Linked DNA regions of Pan troglodytes: region 2 is linked to region 1. The links are chromatin contacts, called in public HiChIP or PLAC-seq maps. All regions are on one chromosome and are shown on one strand. The core of a region is the stretch at or near the end of the contact, and the rest is flanking DNA. Distances in the headings are between cores, read along the strand shown. Region 1 holds the start of MANBAL (mannosidase beta like). Region 2 holds the start of BLCAP (BLCAP apoptosis inducing factor).

Region 1 (7,474 bases), core at 2,802-5,301:
GTCCATGGCCTGTTAGGAACCAGGCCGCACAGCAGGAGGTGAGCGGCAGGTGAGCAAGCGAAGTTTCATTTATATTTACAGCCGCTCCCCATCACTCACATTACCGTCTGAGTTCCACCTCCTATCAGATCAGCGGCTGCATTAGATTCTCATAGAAACACGAACCCTATTGTGAACTGCGCATGTGAGGGATCTAGGCTGTGTGCTCCTTATGAGAATCTAATGCCTGATGATCTGTCACTGTCTCCCATCACCCCCAGACGGGACCGTCTAGTTGTAGGAAAACAAGCTCAGGGCTCCCACTGATTCTACATTATGGTGAGTTGTATGATCATTCCATTATATATTACAATGTAATAGTAACAGAAATAAAGTGCACAATAAATGTAATGCACTTGAATCATCCCAAAACCATCCCCACCCCCAGGTCTGTGGAAAAATTGTCTTCCATGAAACCGGTCCCTGGTGCCAAAAAGGTTGGGGACTGCCAAGCTAGAACAATCCATGCAGTCATGGATAAGAGTTGGACATCAGTTATGTTTAGCTGAACATAGATACAGGTGGTTATATATGGAAATACTTCTAGATCTGTGCATATATACGTATGTCTCTTACTCTGTCCACTGCGAAGGCCTAGAAGCAAGGACACTGAGAAGCACTGAGCATACCTAGAGCCCAGATCTTGTTTTCTGGGCCATTCTCCAATTAAAGGAGCCAGGGCTCCTTGGGAAATGGCTAATTCTAGGACTGGGGCAGAAACATACCAGATGAGTCTGGAATAGAAAGAAAGTGCTCAACAAAACAAAACAAAGCAAAACATATAGAGGGGGATATGTCAAAGGGATACAGGAGCCAAGTGGAAGAGCTCCCAATGGCCAATGGAGGAACAATTTGAGCAACAAAATAAAGTAGTACTGGATTCTGGTCCAAAGTATAAAATAAACATCCATGAGTTCAGGCCCGGCATGGTGGCTCACGCCTGTAATCCCAGGAGAGGGGATTCCTGTAATCAGGAGGCCAAGGCAGGTGGATCACCTGAGGTCAGGAGTTCAAGACCAGCCTGGCCAACATGGTGAAACTCTCTCTACTAAAAATACAAAAATTAGCCAGCCATGGTGGTAGATGCCTGTAATCCCAGCTACTCGGGAGGCTGAGGCAGGAGAATCACTTAAACCCGGGAGGTGGAGGTGGCAGTGAGCCAAGACTGCACCACTGCACTCCAGCCTGGGCGACAGCGGGAGACTCTGTCTCAAAACAAAACAAATCCATGAGTTCACACCGATACAAATATATGACTCTGTAAGCAAAAAATAGAGGAACAGACAAATTTCCCACAGAGAACTCCAAATAATTTGCATTATATACTCTGCCTTTAAGCATGAGGCATAATTCCACACTTCTTAAATGTGTGCTGTACATAATGACTTTCTCCAAAAGTACAGTGCGGAAAGTGCAGGAGGAAAAGTAACTCTACACTGGAAAAGCCTGACTACTACCTCAAGCCAGGTGGCCCAAGCTAACAGATGTCAACAATGATAACTCATATCGATAGTATGTACCCTTGATATGATGTGATGAGAATAGCACTTTACTTCTGTGGTTGGATTAGTCCATTTTCATACCACTTTGAAGAAATACCCAAGACTGGGTAATTAATAAAGAAAAAGAGGTTTAATGGACTCACGGTTCCACATGGGTGGGTAGGCCTCACAATCACGGCAAAAGGCAAAGGGGAGGCAAGGGCATGTCTTATGTGACAGCAGGCAAGAGAGTGTGTGCAGGGGAACTGCCCTTTATAAAACCATCAGATCTCCTGAGACTTATTCACTATCAGGAGAATAGCATGGGAAAGACCCACCCCCATGATTCAATTGTCTCCCACCAGGACCCTCCCACAACATGGGGGGATTATGGGAGCTACAATTCAAGATGAGATTTGGGTGGGGACACAGCTGAACCCTATCAGTGGTCCTCCTCCCCAAAAACCCATTACCCTGATCTTACTCATGTCAAAAACAGGCAAATCCTAATTAAAGGTCCTTCTGCAAAATATCTGACCAGTCAGTACTATCTTCAAAACCCTCAAGTTCATCTAAAACAAGGAAAGTCTGAGAAACGATCACAGAGATGATGAGCCTCAAGAGATATGATGACTAAATGTAATAGGGTGCCCTGGATAATACCAGGACAGAAAAAGGACATTAGGGAAAAACTAAGGAAATGTGAATAAAGTACAGATTAGAGTTAATAATAATGTATCAATATTGGTTCAGTAATTGTGACAACATTTCAGATATTAGTAATAGGGGAAACGTGGGCTATATGGGCACTCACTGAAGTATCTTTGCGATAACTTTGTAAATCTAAAATTATTCTAAAACAAAAAGGTTATTGGGGAAAAAAAGAATGGGTCAACATTTCAAAACAAATAAATAAATAACCACTGAGACAAGTATAGCTCTCAAGACTTAGCAAATACTAAATCTTAAGACTGAAAAACTCAGATTTCACGACTGCCACAGGCCTTCATCTCCCAATGTTGTGTACTGTGCTGGTAGGCCATTCTTGGCTTCTAACGAAGTAACTTTAAATTCTGTCGTGAAAATTCAACTGAAAACAGACTGGGGAATAGAAACCAGTGTCAGAAGTTACTGTTTTAGGCCGGGCACAGTGGCTCATGCCAGTAATCCCAAACACTTTGGGAGGTCCAGGAGGAAGGATATCTTGCCTCCAGGAGTTCAAGACCAGGAAGGAAAACATAGTGAGACTCCATCTCTATTTCAACTTCTTTTTAATTAAAAAGAAAAAAAAGCCGGGTGTGGTGGCTCCCGCCTATAATCCCAACACTCTGGGAGGCCGAGGCGGGTGGATCACCTGAGGTCGGGAGTTTGAGACCAGCCTGGCCAACATGGTGAAACCCTGTCTCTACTAAAGATACAAAAATTAGCCGGGCGTGGTGGCACACGTCTGTAATCCCAGCTACTCGAAAAGCTGAGGCAGGAGAATCGCTTGAACCCAAGAAGCGGAGGTTGCAGTGAGCCAAGATCCCGCCACTGCCCTTCAGCGTGGACGAGAGAGAGACTCCGTCTCTAAATAAATAAATAGAATGGCTTTAAAAAAAAAAAAAAAAGGAAAGAAAAAGAAGTTACCGCTTTATGGCAATGGGTTGTACAGCCTGGCCCGGCCCATTAAAACAAATTCCTAAGAACCACGCAAAACTAGATTAGAATGCAAAGCTAAGCCACCTCTCTGGGCAAAGTCACACTGGTAGCCGGTGGGCTGAAACTGGTGTGCAGATGCCCTGCAAAATATAATTATTAATCTAAATGTGTTGTCACCATTTTAAAAATGTTTCTCATATTCATTTCTCGCTTCTCTTAGAATTCGTACAACAAACATGGACTGTGCACCTACTAAGGGCTTTACATTCACCACCTCGGTACCTCGCAGTACAAGCGTGTATGTCCATTTTAGAAGACGAAACTGAGGGCCAGAGAGGAACCGTGACTTGCCCACGGTAACAGAGCCATACGGATTCGAACCCTGGCCAGATTCACTCTGGAGCTCAGGGTTCTCCTACTGCTCCACCTGTGGGAGGAAAGGCACGGACCAGGCCATGAGGAGCCCTGGGTTCTGGCCCAGCCTCCGCACGAAAGCGCAGGGCTGCCCCAGGCGAGGCCCTCCGCCTCCCGGGGGGCTCAAATTCCCCTCCGGAAGTAACTTTCGAACAACCGCCGAGGGAACGTATTCAGGCCCTGAGCGGAGCGACAGCCGGGCCCACCAAGCGGCGCCGCTGGAGACAGGCCGGCCGGGAAAGCCAGGCCACCGCACCGAGGACGCCTCTCTCTCGGTTCCCGCCCCGCCGCAAAGGTGCGGCACTCACCTCCCGCGCCGCCGCGCCGCTCCCCCGGAAGTAGTTCCCTGCGACCCTGAGTCCCGGAAGTGACGCGCACTGAGCAACCAACCGGCTCTGTTCCGCCCACGTTGCCAGGTTTCTGGGTGAGGCACCGCTGGGTTTTGTCGACTTTTGTCCCTGTTCTGTGGGTTCGAGCTGGACAAAGAGGTTTGGGGAAATGAAATCTAGAGCTTGTCAATTCTTTAAGCTCCTATATCACTCAGCTCGTTTCAGCAACATTTTTGTTTAATTAAAAAGAAAACAAAAGAAGTTACTTCTCGGGGCTGGGCACGGTGGCTCACGCCTGTAATCCCAGCACTTTGGGAGGCCGAGGCGGACGGATCACTTGAAGTCAGGAGTTCGAGACCAGCCTGGTCAACATGGTGAAACCCCGTCTCTACCAAAAATACAAAAATTAGCCGGGCGTGGTGGCGGGCGCCTGTAATCCCAGCTGCTTGGGAGGCTGAGGCAAGAGAATCTCTTGAATCCCGGGAGGCAAAAGTTGCAGTGAGCCGAGATCGCGCCACTGCACTCCAGCCTGGGCGACAGAATGAGACTCTTCCTCAAAAAAAAAAAAAAAAGAAGAAGAAGTTATTCATCGCAATGGGCTGTATAGCTTGGCCCGTCTCATTGTAACAAATTCGTAAGAACTGCGCGAAACTAGATTAGAATTTTGTCCTATGCAAAGCTAAGCCATCTCCCAGAGCAGAGCACAGTCACAACTGGTAGCTGGTGAGCTAAAACGGGTATGTAGCTGTCCTGCAAAATGTTCATCTGGATGTGTTGTCACTATTTCAAAAGTGTTTCTCACGTTCATTTCCTTAATTTTATGCCAGGTCCTGAGCTAGGAGCCTACAATGCAGAGAGGAGACAAACAGAAACACCTCTTGTAATTCAGACAGAAACAAATCATTATAATTCATTCAAAAAGCATTCACTGAGCGCGTACTCTATGCTTTGTCCTGGTAACTGAGGACACAGTGCTAAAGCAGACACATACAGTCTCTGCCCTTGTGGTGCTTACAGTCCGTTGGAGGGAGACAGACTAATTAAATGAATGTGTAATCATATAACAGGATAAGTTTTTTGAAGGCAAAGAACAGTGTTCCATGATTAAGAAGGGGTGGGGGGCAAGTAGTCGGAGAAAAAGAAACCTAGATGAGAGTGTGATAACCAGCCTCCACCATAAACCCTGACGATTCTTGGCTCCTGATATCCATACCCCTCTGTAGTCACCTCCCACCAAGAATAAGACTGACCTGTATAACCCATAGGATATTGCGGAAATCTTGGAGCACGAGTTCCAAGATAAAGTCATAAAAGACATTGCAACTTCCTCTTTCTCTGTCTTGATTGCTCATGGGGAATCCATGTTGTGAGGACACTCAAGCAGTCCTATGGAGAGGCTCGCATGGGGAGTAACTGAGCTGCCTGCCAACAACCAGCTCCAACTTGCCAGCCATGTGTATGAGCCAAGTGGCTCCAGCAGTCCTAGTCAAGCTTTCAAATGACTGTGGCCTGGCCAAAATCTTCAATGTAAACTCAAGAGCAACCTTGAGCCAGAAATACTTTGCAATGCCACTTGAATGCCTGCCTCACAGAAATTGTGAAGTACTAAATGTTATTGTTTTAAGCTCCTAAGTTTTAGGATAATTGGTTATGCAGCCTAGATAACATACATAGAGGATCAAGGAACAGAGGTTAGATACCAGAGACTCCAAAAAAAAAAAAAAAAAAGAGAGAGAGAGACCTATCTTGCCCTAAAGGAATTCAGTCTCTTAGAAGACAAATAATACACTCAACATTCACTAATCCCATACTATGTGAGGTGGCATGGGGGACCCAAAATGCATAATTTATTCATTTAACAAATATTTATGGAGTTTCTACTGTGGATCATGCACTATGAAACTGGGAAGACAATGGTGAGTAGGTGGGATCCTACCCTGACTGCACAGACTAGGGGTCAATGTCTGTCACCCCCACTAATCAATCACACAGATAAATGTACACTTAAAAACCATGAGATGTGTTGGGAAGGAAGAAGGGGGAGCCATGAGAGAAGCAATAACATGGGAGATACAATCAAAAGAGAGGTGATGAGGGAAGACGTCCATGAGATCACATTTCTGGTAAGAAATGAAGAGTGGTGGCTCACGTCTATAATCCCAGCACTTTGGGAAGCTAAGGTGGACAGATTGCTTGAGCCCAGGAGTTTGAGATCAGCCTGGGCAACATGGCGAAACCCCGTCTCTACAAAAAATACCCAAAAAATTAGCCAGGCATGGTGGTGTGCACCTGTAGTCTCAGCTACTCGAGAGGCTGAGGCAGGACAATTGCTTGAACCTAGGAGGCAGAGGTTGCAGTGAGCCGAGGTCGCACCACTGCATTCCAGCCTGGGCAACAAAGCAATACTCCATCTCAAAAAAAGAAATGAAGAATGAGGAGGACTTTGCCAGGCAAAGAGAAGGAGGAAAAAGCACGATGGGTGGTGGAAAGGCTGGGTAGTGAGAAACGGCTTGGAGCCTAAGAATAGCTGAGGGGGTGACACTGAGGCCTGCAGGGTGCAGATGTTTAGGACAGGACTTACTACTTGCCCTGGAGAGACACACTGCAGGGTGTGAGTGAGGAGAGTGTTTTCTGGGTTGAATTGTGTCCCTCCAAAAAGCTGTGTTTGAGCCGTAACCCCCAGTACCTCGCAATGGGATCTTATTTGGAGATAGGAGCTTTACAAAGGTAATCAAGTTAAAATGAGAGTGTTAGGGTAGTCCCTAATCCAGTATGACTGCTGTACTTATAAAAAGGGGAAATTTTGACAGGGCGCGATGGCTCTTGCCTGTAGTCCCAGCACTTTAGGAGGCTGAGATGAGAGGATCGCTTGAGCTCAGGAGTTGGAGGCTGAAGTGAGTTATGATCGCACCTCTGCACTCCAGCCTGGGTGGTAGAGCAAGACCCTGTCTCTAAAAAAGGAAATAGTTTATTTTAAATGAGGGGGAACGTGGACACAGATGCACACATAGAGAGAACGTCATGTGAAGATGAAGGCAGATAGCAGGACGATGCCTCTACAGCCAAGGAACACCACAGATTGCCAGCAGGCCACCAGAAGCTAGTCAAGAGGCATGGGACAGGCTCCTCACAGCCCTCACAAGGTGCCACTGACGCTTTGATTTCAGATTCCTAGCCCCTAGAACTGGGAAAAAGTAAATATCTGTTGTTTAAACCATTCAGTTTGTGGTCCTTTGTTAGAGCAGCCCCAGCATACTAATCCAGGTGTGCAGGTGCTTTGAAACCTGTTACTCTCTGTATCCAAATGTAAAAGATCGCCCGAGTGACTGCTGCAGGCACAATGACAGGCACAGCTACTTGCTCACTCTCTAGAAGCTCTTAGAGGCCTCCAGCTGAGTTTTGCTGTCTCTGTGCCCTGCAAGGCTCCATGAGCACCACAGCACGGAGGAGAGCTTTGTGGCAGGCTTATTTCTATGCCTAATATCTATGCAAGGCACAGTGATTGCACAATGAAGAAGAAAAAGCCAAAAAAGCCGTAGCATCTTCTCTGAAAAATATTTTCTTAGAGTC
Region 2 (7,474 bases), core at 2,729-5,228, 240 kb before region 1:
CAAAACAGACCTGATCCTTGTTTAGCAGCATGTCACATTCCATGGGATGGCAGGACCCCTTCCTTTCTTCCATTTTTCTTGTTTTTGTTTTTGAGATGGAATCTCGCTCTGTCGCCCAGGCTGGAGTGCAGTGGTGCCATCTTGGCTCACTGCAACCTCCACCTCCCAGGTTCAAGTGATTCTCCTGCCTCAGCCTCCCGGGTAGCTGGGATTACAGGCGCGTGCCACCACACCCAGCTAATTTTTATATTTTTAGTAGAGACGGGGTTTCACCATGTTGGCCAGGCTGGTCTCAAATTCCTGACCTCATGATCCACCTGCCTTGGCCTCCCAAAGTGTTGGGATTACAGGCGTGAGCCACCACACCCAGCCCCTTTCTTCTATTTTTCTTGAGGTATAACATACGTAAAGTATATAAAGCCCCCAGTCTTTTTTCTTTCTTTTTCTTTCCCCCGAAACAGGGTCTCATTCTGTCGCCCAGACTGGAAAGCAGTGGCACGATCTTGGCTCACTGCAGCCTCTGCCTCCCGAAGTCCCCTAGTCTTATGGTGAATTTTTACTTGATGAATTTTCACTTACATAATCACCAGCCAGAAGAAGATATAATCCTTCCAGCACCCCAGAAAAGCTCTTCTTGCTCCTTTCCCATCCCTACTCCTGACCTGACCCAGGTAACTACCATTTTGATTTCTAACCCTATAGATTAGTTGAGCTTTATATGAATGGATTCATATGGTATGTACTGTTTTGTATCTAGCTTCTTTTAGTCCACATACTATATGTGAGATTAACTGGTGCTATTACATGTAACAGTAGTTTGTTCTTTTATATGTAAAACACAGTATTCCATTGCATGAATATGCCACAATTTATCCATTCTCCGGTGATGGACATTGAACTATTTCCAATTTGAGCTATGAATAAGTCTGCTATGAACATTCTTGCACAAGTCTCCATGTAAACATAGGCACTCATTTCTCTCGGGTACATACCTAGGAGTGGAAATTCTAGATCACAGCATAGGTGTATGTTTAGATTTTGTAGATACTGGTTTTCCAAAGTGGCTGTACCAATTTCCTCTGCCGTCAGCAGTGCAAGAATTTGTTGCTCCACAGCCTCTCAACATTCAGCTCTCTTTTTCTTTTTTTGTTAGTTTTTATTTCATAATCATAAACTCTGCAATCCACCTGGGCATGGAAGGGAACAAGGAAAACATGAAACCCAAAGGGAACTGCAGCGAGAGCACAAAGATTCTAGGATACTGGGAGCAAATGGGGTGGAAGGGTGCTCTCCTGAGCTACAGAAGGAATGGTCTGGTGGTGAAGACAAAACACAAGTCAAACTTATTGGAGTTGTCTACAGTCAGCAGTGGTGATCTTCTTGCTGGTCTTGCCATTCCTGGACCCAAAGCGCTCCATGGCCTCCACGATCTTCATGCCTTCTTTCACCTTGCCAAAGACTACATGCTTGCCATCCAACCACTCAGTCTTGGCAGTGCAGATGACAAACTGGGAACCGTTTGTGTTGGGTCCAGCATTTACCACGGACAAGATGCCAGGACCTGTATGCTTTAGGATGAAGTTCTCATCATCAGATTTCTCCCCACAGATGGACTTGCCACCAGTGCCATTATGGCATGTGAAGTCACCACCCTGACATATAAATCCTGGAATAATTCTGTGAAAGCAGGAAACCTTATAACCAAATCCTTTCTCTCCAGTGCTCACAGCACGAAAGTTTTCTGCTGTCTTTGGAATCTTGTCTGCAAATAGCTCGAAGGAGTAGGGGCCTAAGGGCGTGTCATCGACAGTGATGTCAAAGAACAAGGTGGGGCTGACCATGGCTGATAGTATGGGGATCCCAGCGGCATCTGCAAAGCCAGCTCTCTCTTTTTCTAAACAAGAGCTTCCACTACAAGACTCCTCTTGTCATTCAGTGTTGGATACTGGGTGTGGCTGCCATGGATGCATTGATCCTTTAGCCTGTAAGCAGCAGGATGGTGGGAGGCCACATTCAGGCCTGTTTTGAGTCTCAGCTGGAGGAGAAATGGACATCTCCTTGCTTTGGATGTGACCTCAGGAACTGGATAGCCATCTTGTGGCCATGAGCATAAACCAGCACAAGGACAGAAGATAAAATGAACCTCAGTCCTTGATGACACTGCCTAGCCACTGAGTGGCAGGCTACTTATTTTTTTAAGCCACCTGATGTAGTTGTGTGTTTAACTTGCAACATAAAAGATACAGTCCACCAACCTTCTTTATTCCCAAACCCCAACGGCTCCATTTCTGTTCTCTACAGCATCAGCCCCACTGAGCACTCCCTCCTTCCTGAAACCTCCTCTCTAGGACCCACACTCACTTGGTCCTCTTTCTACCCCACTGGCCACTGCTTCTTAGTCTCCTTTCCTGGATCCTCCTCTTCTTTTCTCTCCACCTTCTTTCACTTGCGTTCTCACCCAGCACCATGACCTTTGTATTGATGGCCCCCAGATATGTATCTCCTGCCCCAGCCTCCGTTCGCAGCTCCTGTGTCACATAAACCTGCCTACTCACCCTCTCTGCCTGCATGTTGCCCCGACATTTCAAACTTAACTTCTCAAAGCCGAACTTGATCTTCCCCCTCAGTCCGTTCCTCCTTCAGGCTTTATTGTCTTGGTCAAGGAATCTTTTACCCTTTCATTTACTCAAGGCTAAAACCTAGCGAGGAGTTATTGCCAATGCCTCCACATCCACCCACGTCCAATCTTCCACCCTTCCCTTCACCTCCCCAAGCCACCGCCCTGTCTGAGTCAGCATTGGCTTTTGTCTGGAAAGCTGCAACCACCTTCTAACTGGTCTGCCTACACCCACTCCTGAGTGCTTTCCAAGCCATGCGGCCTGGGTGGCCTTTCAGAAATCCAAATTTGCTATCCTTTTCCTGATGAAAATGGCTTCCCCTGACTCTCAAGAGAAAAGCCAAATTCAGTATGTAGCTGACCTGTTTTCTTCTGTGCTCACCTCACCCCAACTCTGCCGCTTCCCAGCTCCAGATCTGGGACAAATGTTCTTTCTGCCTAGAACATTTCCCCTCTCACTCTTACCCTAATCGCCCTTTGTTTCTCAACCTAAATGCCATCTTCCCAAGGAGGTTCCACCCTTTCCCTACATTAGTACTCCATTAATTTCTCCTAACACTCTCTACTTCTTCTCACAGCACTTCCCATGATGTGTAATCACGTATTGATTAAAGTCACTAATATACAGTGATTATATGACTGTCTCCCCGCCTACCCGCCATTAGACTGGCAGCGCCTTGAGGTCAGGGACACACCCAGGTTACCGACTCTACCTGCCCTTAGCACTGCGCTTGGGTACAGTAAGCGCCCAAGGAATATGCTTAATTAGCTAATAAATGACTACACGGACTCATTCAAGCCTCATAAAAGCCCTAAGGTGGGCATTTCAACAGAAGCCGGGTCGGGGTGGGCGAGGGGCTCGCTGGCCCAAGGTACGGGGCAAGTGGGGGAGCCGAGGCCTGACCCAAGGCAGTCCCAAGTTCTGAGCCCGGACCTTTCAGCTCCTGAGCCTTGGCTGCATGATGAAACGCTAGGGAGGGGGTGGACTTTGAGCCACGAGAAGGTTTTCCCGGAGTCCACGGACCATCCACGCGGGCAAGAACGAAGCGGGTTCACCAACAGGAACACAACCCGGCCCGCCCCGCGCTCACGGAGTAAGGATCACAATCTGCTGCATATGCATAAGGACACCCGGCCGCGCTTCGGGGATGTCCACACTGCGCCTGATAAAAATTATTCGGGCTTGAGGACCTCGGGGCTCCCAGAGTTTTGTAAAAGTGCGCACAAAGTCCTCAAAGGTGGTCTGTGGCGGATATTTACGGGAAATGGGGCGAGGGTGAGCCCCCTGTTCGGGCCGTGTGATCAGGCGTTTGCGGTAGACAGCCCGATCCCAGGATGGGTCCTCGGCCGGCTCGACTAGAAGACTAAGGGGGCGTCTCCCTGGCTTCCTGCGGCGTCGGTGGCGAGCTGAGGTGGAGGCAGGCTGCGGCAGACGGCGACAGTGGCGGCGGCGCCATGGCAGGGCTTGCAGGTACCGTGGCGTCAACCTGCTTGGGGCGGGATGAGAGGCCCTCCATGCGGCCGCGCCGCCATATTGTCCCTTCTGGGTCACCTTAGGCGTCGCCGGGTCCCCGTCACTGGGGTTTTCCTTCCGCATACCCCGGGAAGGCAGGGCGCCCCTGTCCGGCTTCAGGTGATTGCCGTGATTGGACCTAGCCTGGGCCTTGGGGGGTCCCTTCCCAGCCCGGAGGTGGGTCATAGTACTCCTGGGTGCTGGCTCTGGCCTTGTCCAAGGTCAGCGCCCTTGCAGGATGAGACAGGCAGAGCCGGGGGCACGGGGCTGGGAGCGCGACCACCATCTCTGCGGCCCCGGGTTCCACGGCAGGGTGCCCAGCTTGTGAGAGGCCTGTCACTCTGTCCCCATCAGTTTAGTTGCGTTGCTTTAGTTGCTTTTTTGTGGGGGGGGAGGTGGGGGGACGTGGGGGGGAGGGGAGAGAGGGTCTCCTGAGGCTCCGCTTCGGTGTCTGGGGTGATAGGCTGACGCTCTGCTAAGAGTCGCGGGCGCTTCTTACTCCCTCCAACTTTACATCAAGGGTGGACATCCCTTCCCTTTCCTTCTATAGACGTGGGGAGTGGCCCTCAAGGGCAGCTGAAGGAACGGAATGCCTGGCGCACTAATGGCCTGGAAAGGAAGCATGGGGGATGGGGGACAGTTGTTTTTTCCTTCCCCTTTCCAAATCTCCTTTAGTTTCCTTCCAGGCCTCCGTGTCCCATTTCATCGCCGAATGTTGGGAGATTGGGGTCTGTCCTCGGAAAGAAACAGCCTTTCTGTTTATAGGTTTGGATCGTCTATCCCTTTCAGGGAACTGGTGTGTTGGGGACGGCTTCTCTGCCCTGCCTGACATGGTCCAGTCATCCCGTCAGCCTTCTGGACGGCAACACCAAAGCTGGGACCAAAAAAAAGTTCCAGCTTAAGTGCTAATGCCAAGTGTTAGATCTTGTTTGCTTGTTTGTTTTAAATCAGAGACTAATTAATGTCAAGCAAATCTGTTAAAAGATTTGATCACGGGAAGCCTGGTCGGTTTCCAGTGACCAGGTCAATTCCATACCTGAAATTAGTCTTGTTAGAGTTGCTGCCAAAAACAGTTTAACCTTCAATCTGTAATATGTTGTTTCAAGGAGGAATCTGGGTTAGGCTGTCTTTTTTTGTTGTTGTTCTCCTATCTTTGAAACACATGCACTCCATTTCAAGCCTGTCCCTGTGCGATATACCAAGAACCACGCGTTGCCTGCCTCTCTGACTTCCTGCTCTGGAAATGCTCAGGAATCTGGATCCTGCTGGGGCATGCATGGGCCCTGTGGGAGGGCAAGTCGGGGAGGGGAGGATAAACAGGATCACTCCCAGGGAAGATGGTGACAACGTGTCTCTGGGGCATATAGAGGAAGTCAGAGGTTACTGGGGGAAAAGAGATAGTTGTTTGACTAGTGTTTTGTGTATGTGCATGAGTGCACACGTTTAAATCTCTGAGGGGGGGTGGGGGCGGTGGGGGGGGGAAGTTAACTGCAAATTCAGAATCTCCCTTTGGGGTGTTGGCTCCTGAGGAGATACACATTTCAAAATAGATATCTAGTAAATGGCTCACAGCAAACCTGCTCCCCGATCCAACAGTAATCCGTTGCCCAAGCTCAAGGAACTTGCCCCTGCCCTTCCCTGACAGCAGACATCCCTTCCTTCAGTGACAATTCAAATATTCCACAGATAAAGGTAACAGTGTCACATAGCACCCTGCACCCCTAAAAGTCAGGGTACCTAAACACCTCTGGACTTAACTTCAGTTCGTTAGGCTAAGAAACTAACATCCTGGAGTATTAGTCTCAAGGGTCTCTCACCTGTTGCTGGAGTCCCACAGCGCTATTCCCAATTCCTTCCCAACCGATCTGCTCTGTCCTTGGCCTTGTGGGGGCAAAGTCTTCTGGGAGCAATGATGGTTTAGGCAAAGGGGACATTCAGCACTGTGACTAAGGGCTGTGCAGTAAAACACTAGTCATTTTCAATTCTTCGCATTGCTCTCTATCAGAATAAAATGTTTAATGGTATAGTTTGTGGAAAAAATTTTATAAACAAGGTGTGTTTGGACCATCTAGGCATTGCATGGCATTGCACTGGATGGAAAGTGAATGCACTGTCTTCTCTGGTGGGTTAAGTTTGCTGCCAGAACATGAGGTTTTGTGGGTGGAGGATGCAAATGGGGAGTGGACATTGCACATTGAAGCCCACACGTGCAGGTGCAGGCCACCAGGGCAGCCCTTGCCTGGAAATCTGTCATCTCACCTTGCCACACTCACAGCCCTGCTGATGGACGGATGGAGGAAAAGGGCTTTGCCAAGATGATATGGAAAGCTCTGGGGCTACCAGGAGCCTCTTGTCTTCTAAGTGGGGGCACAGGAGGTGCTGTGTCCAGAGCAGCCAGCTCTTACCATGCTGCTTTGGCCTACCTCCCTGAAATCTGCTACCTTGTCACTTGGGCTGAGGTTAGAGCATCAAGAAGGGCAGTGGGGCTATGGGCATACCCCTCAAAAGCTCCGAAGGGAGGGTCAGCCTTCATGGAGAACACATGTTGGTATGTTCATGATTCTGTGGGTTTAGTGTGGAAAACCACAGAAACTCCCAGTTTTGAGGCCTGCCAAGATACGGGGTTCAGAAGGGAGGAGGTGTGGGCATTGCCTGCTAATGAGTCACACTGGGGCGAGAGGAGACCTGCCTCACCTTCAGGCTATGGTAGCAGCTATAGCCACCCAGCCTAAGAAAGATGAAATCTCAGATTGCACATCCTCTTCAAGTCCTGATGAGTCCTGATTGCCACTGCGATGGCAGTTTCTAGCGTGTTAGGGTTCACTGGCATCTCAGAGGCCCTCTTCGAGAGGGAAACTGGAGATGAAGGGTACAAGGTGACATGTCCAGGTTCCCTAGGCTGATTGATGGCAAAGTCAAGACCAGAACCGGGATCTGCACCTCCCCACCCCTATAATTCTCTGATACCGAATGAAGTTTTAGATGCCTTTAGAGGTGCTGGTGACTGGGCTAAGAAACTTAAGGGCTTGCTTAGGGGAGGGAAACATGATCAGGCTTAAGGGGGCAAGGTACTTTGTGCTCCAGAAGTATTTGTGACAGCTGTGACTAAGGGATTCGAAGAAGTGGCAGGAAGAGAGATTTATGGCCCTCCAACTCCCTCCCTTGGTGTTGACCCAGCAACAGGTGTGTAGTGACAGGGACACATAAAGCCAGAGACAAGGCTGAACAGGCGGCAGGGCCATTTGGTGAGACAGTCAGCTGACCCCGTGTAGAAAGAGCCCTGACTCACTGGGGAGTGGGAGAGGAAGACAAGTCCGAGGCCGAGCACTGCCCACCCTGACGTG

Evidence for each region. HiChIP or PLAC-seq counts read pairs in DNA pulled down with a chosen protein or histone mark.
Region 2: an H3K4me3 HiChIP or PLAC-seq map of stem cell-derived excitatory neurons shows a contact between it and region 1, with 4 times the contacts expected there. The contact joins the promoter of BLCAP here to the promoter of MANBAL in region 1. A contact is called at or near these places in 2 of 7 Hi-C or Micro-C datasets (blood and induced pluripotent stem cells) and 1 of 1 datasets of contacts at active chromatin or transcription factors (stem cell-derived excitatory neurons).

What each region holds. Positions count from the first base shown.
Region 1 is chr21:43,524,217-43,531,690 of NHGRI_mPanTro3-v2.0_pri, reverse strand. MANBAL (mannosidase beta like) reads right to left here and starts at 4,051. Exons shown (of 4, transcript XM_016937891.4): 1 at 3,884-4,051.
Region 2 is chr21:43,762,570-43,770,043 of NHGRI_mPanTro3-v2.0_pri, reverse strand. BLCAP (BLCAP apoptosis inducing factor) reads left to right here and starts at 3,978. Exons shown (of 2, transcript XM_530289.9): 1 at 3,978-4,088. LOC107970015 (peptidyl-prolyl cis-trans isomerase A-like) reads right to left here and starts at 3,714. Exons shown (of 1, transcript XM_054674768.2): 1 at 456-3,714. The coding sequence starts at 1,841. The coding sequence ends at 1,344.